Regions from separate parts of the Mus musculus genome. Here region 1 is linked to region 2. The links are chromatin contacts, called in public promoter capture Hi-C maps. All regions are on one chromosome and are shown on one strand. Each heading gives the region's core, a stretch centred on a gene start, on an enhancer-like site or on the middle of the called end of the contact. The rest is flanking DNA. Distances are from core to core; before and after follow the strand shown. Region 1 holds the start of Clip3 (CAP-GLY domain containing linker protein 3). Region 2 holds the start of Supt5 (suppressor of Ty 5, DSIF elongation factor subunit).

Region 1 (3,320 bases), core at 533-3,032, 2.0 Mb before region 2:
ACATTTCTGCCCCCGGGCCTTTGCACACACTCTTCTGCATTCCTGCCCCCGGGCCTTTGCACACACTCTTCTGCATTTCTGCCCCAGCCTTTGCACACACTCTTCTGCATTCCTGCCCCAGGCCTTTGCACACACTCTTCTGCATTCCTGCCCCCGGGCCTTTGCACACACTCTTCTGCATTTCTGCCCCAGCCTTTGCACACACTCTTCTGCATTCCTGCCCCAGGCCTTTGCACACACTCTTCTGCATTCCTGCCCCCGGGCCTTTGCACACACTCTTCTCCAACTGGAGCTATTGGTCCAAGCTGCTTACAGCTGCTTCCTCCTGGTGCTTCTGGCCTCAGTCTGCAATGCACCTAATCAGAAAGAGCCAGCAACTACCCGCGTCTTCTGCTGGATGTCTCGCCTTTTGATACTTTGACAGCACACACTCCACTGTGCACAGTGAAGGTAGTATGTCCCTTCACTTGTTGGGTCTCTCTGAGAGCAAGGCTGATGCCTGAATCCTCCGTCCTCCACGAATGAAGACACTTCGTTTCCCCAGTTCCTCTCAGCTCCTCCCTCACACCCCTCCACCCCAGACCCTTGACTCCTGTGTTTAATTCTCCTGCAGCCTCCTCCTCCCTGCTCCGACCTGGGTTTTCCCCACATGCTACCTCTTAAGGGGAACCCTGTCTTTAAAAGCTCTTGCAGCATTCTGTGCTTGATAAAATCAATCTCATTGTCTCCTGTAATCTCATATTTAGCCTCATTTGTGGGACTGCGATTGGGGAGTTCTCTTGGCAAAGTCTTAGGAAAATCTTGCTCTGTGCTGTAGCTCCAGTTCCTAGCATAAAGTTAGGCTCGCAGTAGCTTCCAGACAGTGTTTGTTGAATGACTAAACGACTGAATTGATATGTCATGAATGGAGGACTAGAATTTTTCCAACCCCCATTCTCTAACAGATGATAGTGTAATTAACGAAGGAGAGCAGTCTAAAGGGCTCATCAACTAAGACTCCAGTGGACCACCTTCAGCATGCCCCCATCATCACCATCAACACAGCTCAGCCAAGCCACCCACCATCACCTAAAGCTCCAGACTAGATTCTAGGGTGGGGACAGTGGTTACCGTAGTCTTTGGGGAGCGGAGCAGGTGCTGAGGGGTGCACAACTGGCTTCTGCCGGCGCTCCTGGGTGGGGCTGGGGGCTTCTGGAACTGGTTCGTCTTCTTCCTCCTCCTCTTCCTCCTCCCCTCGGGGCGGAGGGGCCATTGGGGCAGGATCCGTCTTAGTCATGGTCCTCTGTAGCCCTTGGGGGCCTGTGCAAAGTTGGGGGGGTGGCCTGGAGGCAAACCCTTAAGATATAGGTCAGCATGAGAGGGCTCCCCACAGCGCGGGGGTCCAAGCCCCTTCAAGAGCCACGGGCGGCCCCCTAGTCCCCAGCTCTGGATTTGGGCAACCAAAGGGATCCCCGTTACTCGTTAGAAGGCCCAGGGATATGGGCCCCAATGCCTGCCACTTCTCTCAGGCCCAGCCTCCCATTCTTCTCTTCGGGTGCCAGGCCCCTGGGTCTCGGCCGCCCCCTCCCGGGGTTTGTTTATCTAGGGATGCAGGATGCTTCGCCCCTCCCCTTCTCCCCAGCCTCCCATCTTACCTCAGATGGCGCCGATTGGAGAGCAAGGCTGGGACTGAAGAGAGTTCAGGAGTATCGGGGTGTCAGTGTCGGGGGACGAGATGGGGGACGAGAGGGAGACAGAGAGAAGGGGACGAGGCCCAGACGCTGGCGGGGGATGGGGATGGAGAAGGAGGGGCGCTGGCGGAGCATGCGCAGTGACAAGACGCGGGGGAGGAGAAGCTGGGAGACAGAGCGCTGAGGCAGACGCTGGAGGCCACGGGAAGGGGCTAGACACTCGGGATCTCCAGAGGAATGGGAGATAGTCCCCTGGAAGGATGTGACAAACATAGAGTTGGAACAGGATGAGGTAGACAGAAGGACTAAAAAGACATGGGTGGGAACGGGTGTTTTCCTCCACTTAGCAAACCAGGTCGTGTTTAGCAGTGGTGAGTCTGGTACTGTGTCAGCCCTTTGTAAACTTCAGTCCTACTCCTTCTATGCTCATCCCACGTCCCACGTAAAGGGAGGGCCACATTTTTCTCTTCACTCTTACCCTCATCACCCAGGACAGAAAGGTTAGCCACCTGCTCAAGGATGGTGGTACTTGAACCAAGCTTTGTGGTTGCGGTAGTGTAGAGAGGTGACCAACGGTCTCTGGGTGCCATCTCTAAAAATATGTATCACTTCTAGCTCAGGGCCACCTCAGCCTCACACCTGCCTGGCCTTATCTATTACACCACAAATCACCGTGGCTTCGGCCTTCCACCTCTTCCTTCTAATGGGCAGACTGGGAATTTCCTCTTCGAGATAGTTCCAGAATTTTATCCTGCCTCTCCCTGCCTGGACCAGCCTCAGCCTCCTCTATTCTCTCTGTCCTCAGCCTGGCTGAACTGGTGCCGTAATAACAAGCTCTGCCTCTGGACCTTGCTGGACTCAGACACATTTGCTTGCCTGACACCAACCCCAGCAATAGCCAGTGTTAGTAGGTATGGTACAGGCCTACAACCCTGGCACTTAGGAGGCTGAAGACGGAGGCCTTGGATCCAGAGCCAACCTGGGCAACATAGCAAGAACCAATTACAATCGCTTCCTCCTCCACCTCCTCTTCCTCTTCTTTCTCTTCCTCTTCCTCCTCTTCCTCCTCACACACACACTCTCCAGTGTGGTCCACCATAGCCCACCATGTCCCTACATGACCTTGCCTGTCACCTCTCCATCTTCACCTTCCCTTAGGATCCACTTAGTTCACTTCACTACATCTGTACCACATCCTCACAGTCTCTTCTGCCTAGGAACTCTTCCCACAGACACCTGGATGGTTCCCTCCCTTCCCTCTTAGTATTTTACCCATAAGTACCTTTTCAGTGACATCTTTGCTCTTTATAAAAATTGTACCCACCCCCTTAGGTGTTCTCTAGGGCAATCCAGCCGTCCTCACTGTGATGGCCCAGATGGTAGGGGCTCTGCAGAGTTGCTCTTACCCTGGCCCAAGTGCCCTCCAGACAGGCTCCCTCTCCACCCACGTGTCACAGACACACTGCTGTCAGCCCCTCTCCTTCAGTCTTGATTGGCTCGGAGTGATTTGGTTTATTAGTTAACTAGTTCACCTTCTTCTCAAGCAGACATGAACTCAAAGGCAGGCATGGTTTGAGGCTGTGTCACCCCACAACAGGTGTTAGCAGGCCTGCTCATTTGTGACACGGTTGCAAATGGCCTAAGCTAGCC
Region 2 (3,399 bases), core at 793-3,292:
TTTGTATAATCTCACTCCATGGGCGCAGTTCAGACCGACCCTGAACGGGTCACCTCCGGGCAGACACTGATTTACGCAGTAAAAGGCTCCAGGTACAGTGAACGCTCCCACCCGGGCAGACACTGACAGACTTCCATTTCATCTCATGCGCTCAGACACCCACTCCTCTGCTTTCCCTATGAATAGCTAGGCTTTGCTTGCTCTGGAGTTCTGTATGGATGGGATCACACCCTCTGCCAGATCCCACCGTCTTTTGCTTTCACTGTGCATACATGGTTTTTGAAGTTAATTTGTGCTTTTCAGTAGTTTGGTGGAATTTACTGTTTCTTCCTCCTCTCCCATTTGGTTGTTTTGAGAAAGGGTCCTGTTTTGTAGTCTAGATCCATTGGGACTTCAGATTCTCCTACCTCAGTCTGCCAAGTGCCAGTATTACAAGGTAGGTACCACCATATCTAGCTGAAGCACGTGACTTAAAAAATTTAAACTTATTGTATATATATTATATGCATATGTAATGTTATATATGTGTGTATGTATTGTATATATACCCATATACACACATGTATACACACATACATGAGTGGGTGCATGTATTCCAACTATAGCATGGATGCAGAGGTCAGAAGAAAACTTTTTGGCTATCTTCCTTCTATCATATAGGTTCCAGGGATAGAACTCAGATCGTCAGGTTTCTCAGCAAGATACTTTATCTGATGAGCCATCTAGATTGCTCAAGCATGCTGCTTTTATTAACTTTCTGTCTTGAATTTTTTTTTGTGTGTGGGGGGTTCGAGACAGGGTTTCTCTGTGCAGTTCTGGCTGTCCTGGAACTCACTCTGTAGACCAGGCTGGCCTCGAACTCAGAAATCCGCCTGCCTCTGCCTTCCCAGTGCTGGGATTAAAGGCGTGCGCCACCACCGCCCGGCTTGTCTTGAATTTTTATGTCTGTGGATATTCAATGTCAGCCGAGGCCTGAAGAGGGCGAGCATTAGCTCCCCTGAGACTGGAGTGAAAGCGGGTTGTGAGCTGCTGGAAATTGACCACAGCTCCACAGCAGCCAGCGTTCTTTGGCGGTTGAGCCAACTCTCCAGTTTAGGTTTTATTGTTTTGTTTTGGTTACAGTGTTTCACTGTGTAACCTTGGCTGTCCGGAATTAAATAAATGTGATGGTTTTGTGCATAACTCCTGGCTCGCCTGTCCACCTTCAGTTCTTCTTCTTCTTCTTCCTCTTCTTCTTTTTTTTTTTAAGATTTATTTATTTATTTATTATATGTAAGTACACAGTAGCTGTCCTCAGATACTCCAGAAGAGGGCATCAGATTTCGTCATGGATGGTTGTGAGTCACCATGTGGATGCTGGGATTTGAACTCAGGACCTTCGGAAGAGCAGTAGGCGCTTTTAACCACTGAGCCATCTCACCAGCTCCCGCCTTCAGTCTTAAATCCGTATTAAAGTGTCTTTCATTGTAAGCATGGTGGCACACGCCTTTAATTTCAGTACCAGGGAGGCAGAGGCAGACATGGGCTTATCTTTGTGAGTCTGAGATTTAGCCAGGCTACAAAGTAAGGCCTTATCACACAAACAAACAAACAAACAAACCAGATCATTAATAACACAATACTGTGCCGCGCTAAACTAACAAGTTTTGAGATTGTTTTGAGCATCGCCAGGAATTCGGATTTAACCTGAGTCTAGGTCCCTAAAAATCTAGGGGAACTCCTCAGAATGCCGAGGGTGGCGGTGTGAAGCCGAATCTCTGTCCCGTCACCTCTGACACCTCCGAGGGAAGTTTAGAGGACGGACGAGCCAACAGTTCACCCGATTCAGCTCTGGGTTAGGAGAAGCCGATTACTTTTCGACCTTCTCAAGATGGCGGCCGTACAGTCCGCGTAAACCACTTTGGCCACTCCGGAGATGGCGGCTCCAAGAGGCCGCCCTCAGAGCAGGCCCCTAAAGTCTCGCGTTAGGTGAGACTGACGCGCCAGTTCTCGCGAGAGAGCGCTCAGGCCAGCTAGGCGTTGTGTGATCCGCAGCTGGCGCGGAAGCTTCAGGTGGCAAGCGATCGGTGAGCGGGCGTGGGACGGCAGGCAGGGGCCGGAGCGGGGGTCGGGGCTGGCGGAGGTTCAGGACGTGTGCCGGCCGCAGCCAGGGCCGGGTGTGCTAGCTGCCATAGCCCGAACAACGCGGGTTCGCGACCGCCTGAACCAGGCTGCCGGAAGTGCGCCTGGGGATTTTCTCCCCCGGTTTACCTTGCGGGGAAACTGAGGCTTGGGGGTGGCGCTTTTGGTTCCGCGACGCCCTGAGGCCGCGGTCTTCCTCTGCAGCTGCGGAAGATGTCGGACAGCGAAGACAGCAACTTCTCCGAGGAGGAGGACAGCGAGCGCAGCAGCGAGGCGGAGGAGGCCGAGGTCGGTGCCTGGGATTCTTAGGGGAGACGTTGCGCCTGGGGACAGGGACAGGGGCAGGGCAGAGAGGGCCCTGGGGGAGCCGGGGACTCGGAACGGCTGGGGGGGAGGGTGGTTCCAGATTGTCGGGAGAGATGGACGAGTGTGCAAGTCAGCGTGGAGCGCAGGGGCAGCGTCCAGAAGGTGGGGGTGCGCCAGGTCCACGGTTGGCTTTCATCTGATTTGTTTCTTTCGGTTTACTTTTTATCACTTGCGATGCTAGGATTGAGTTCAGGGCCCTGCTAGGTGGACAGCCCCAGCTCTTAGGATTCTTTCGTGTTTGTGTTTTTAGGTATCCCCAGTTGTTCCAGAAGTGTGTATGTATTGCCTACTGTGTGCCAGCCTGTACAAGTCTTTGTCCTTGGGCTCCTGCTAACAGATTTTAAAATGTAAATCGACAACTGATGGGTGAATGTGAATTTGCTACTGTGAATAAATATAGCCAGTAAATATGAGAGACTCCCAGGTTCAGCATCCTAGTGTGAAAATCCAGATGATTTTGTAACTTTTCTAGTCTTCTGTCGATGCTACGAATGGAAAATTCCACATATGACAGGTCAAAGTCAACACTAGTGCACTAAAAATACTGTGTTAAATGACTGTGCACAGTATATATGAAAGATATATGAATTTCATGTATTGTCCCGTTCCAAGGTACCTTATTGTGTATGTGCAAATAATCCAAAAATCCTCCAAGATCTGAAATATGTATACTTTGGATTTTATTTGTTTTGTTTTGTTTTCTTTTCTTTTTTTCTTTTTTGGTTTTTCGAGACAGGGTTTCTCTGTGTAGCCCTGGCTGTCCTGGAACTCACTCTGTAGATCAGGCTGGCCTTGAACTCAGATCTGCTTGCCTCTGCCTCCTGAGAGCTGCCTTTGTTTTTCCTTTACCTCCCAAGTGATGAGATTCCTGAGATGACAGCACGGACAGCCTAAAATAGGAAATCTCATCAC

What was found. Promoter capture Hi-C pulls out the DNA fragments that hold promoters and counts their contacts.
Region 1: a contact with region 2 is called in a promoter capture Hi-C map of hippocampal neurons, with 4 times the contacts expected there. The contact joins the promoter of Clip3 here to the promoter of Supt5 in region 2. A contact is called at or near these places in 2 of 39 promoter capture datasets (cranial neural crest and hippocampal neurons).

What each region holds. Positions count from the first base shown.
Region 1 is chr7:30,290,157-30,293,476 of GRCm38.p6, reverse strand. Clip3 (CAP-GLY domain containing linker protein 3) reads right to left here and starts at 1,782. Exons shown (of 14, transcript NM_001360763.1): 1 at 1,635-1,782; 2 at 1,111-1,322. The coding sequence starts at 1,276. Thap8 (THAP domain containing 8) reads right to left here. Exons shown (of 3, transcript NR_144498.1): 3 at 3,240-3,320.
Region 2 is chr7:28,337,362-28,340,760 of GRCm38.p6, reverse strand. It overlaps Supt5 (suppressor of Ty 5, DSIF elongation factor subunit), which reads left to right and starts at 2,042. Exons shown (of 30, transcript NM_013676.1): 1 at 2,042-2,066; 2 at 2,326-2,409. The coding sequence starts at 2,335.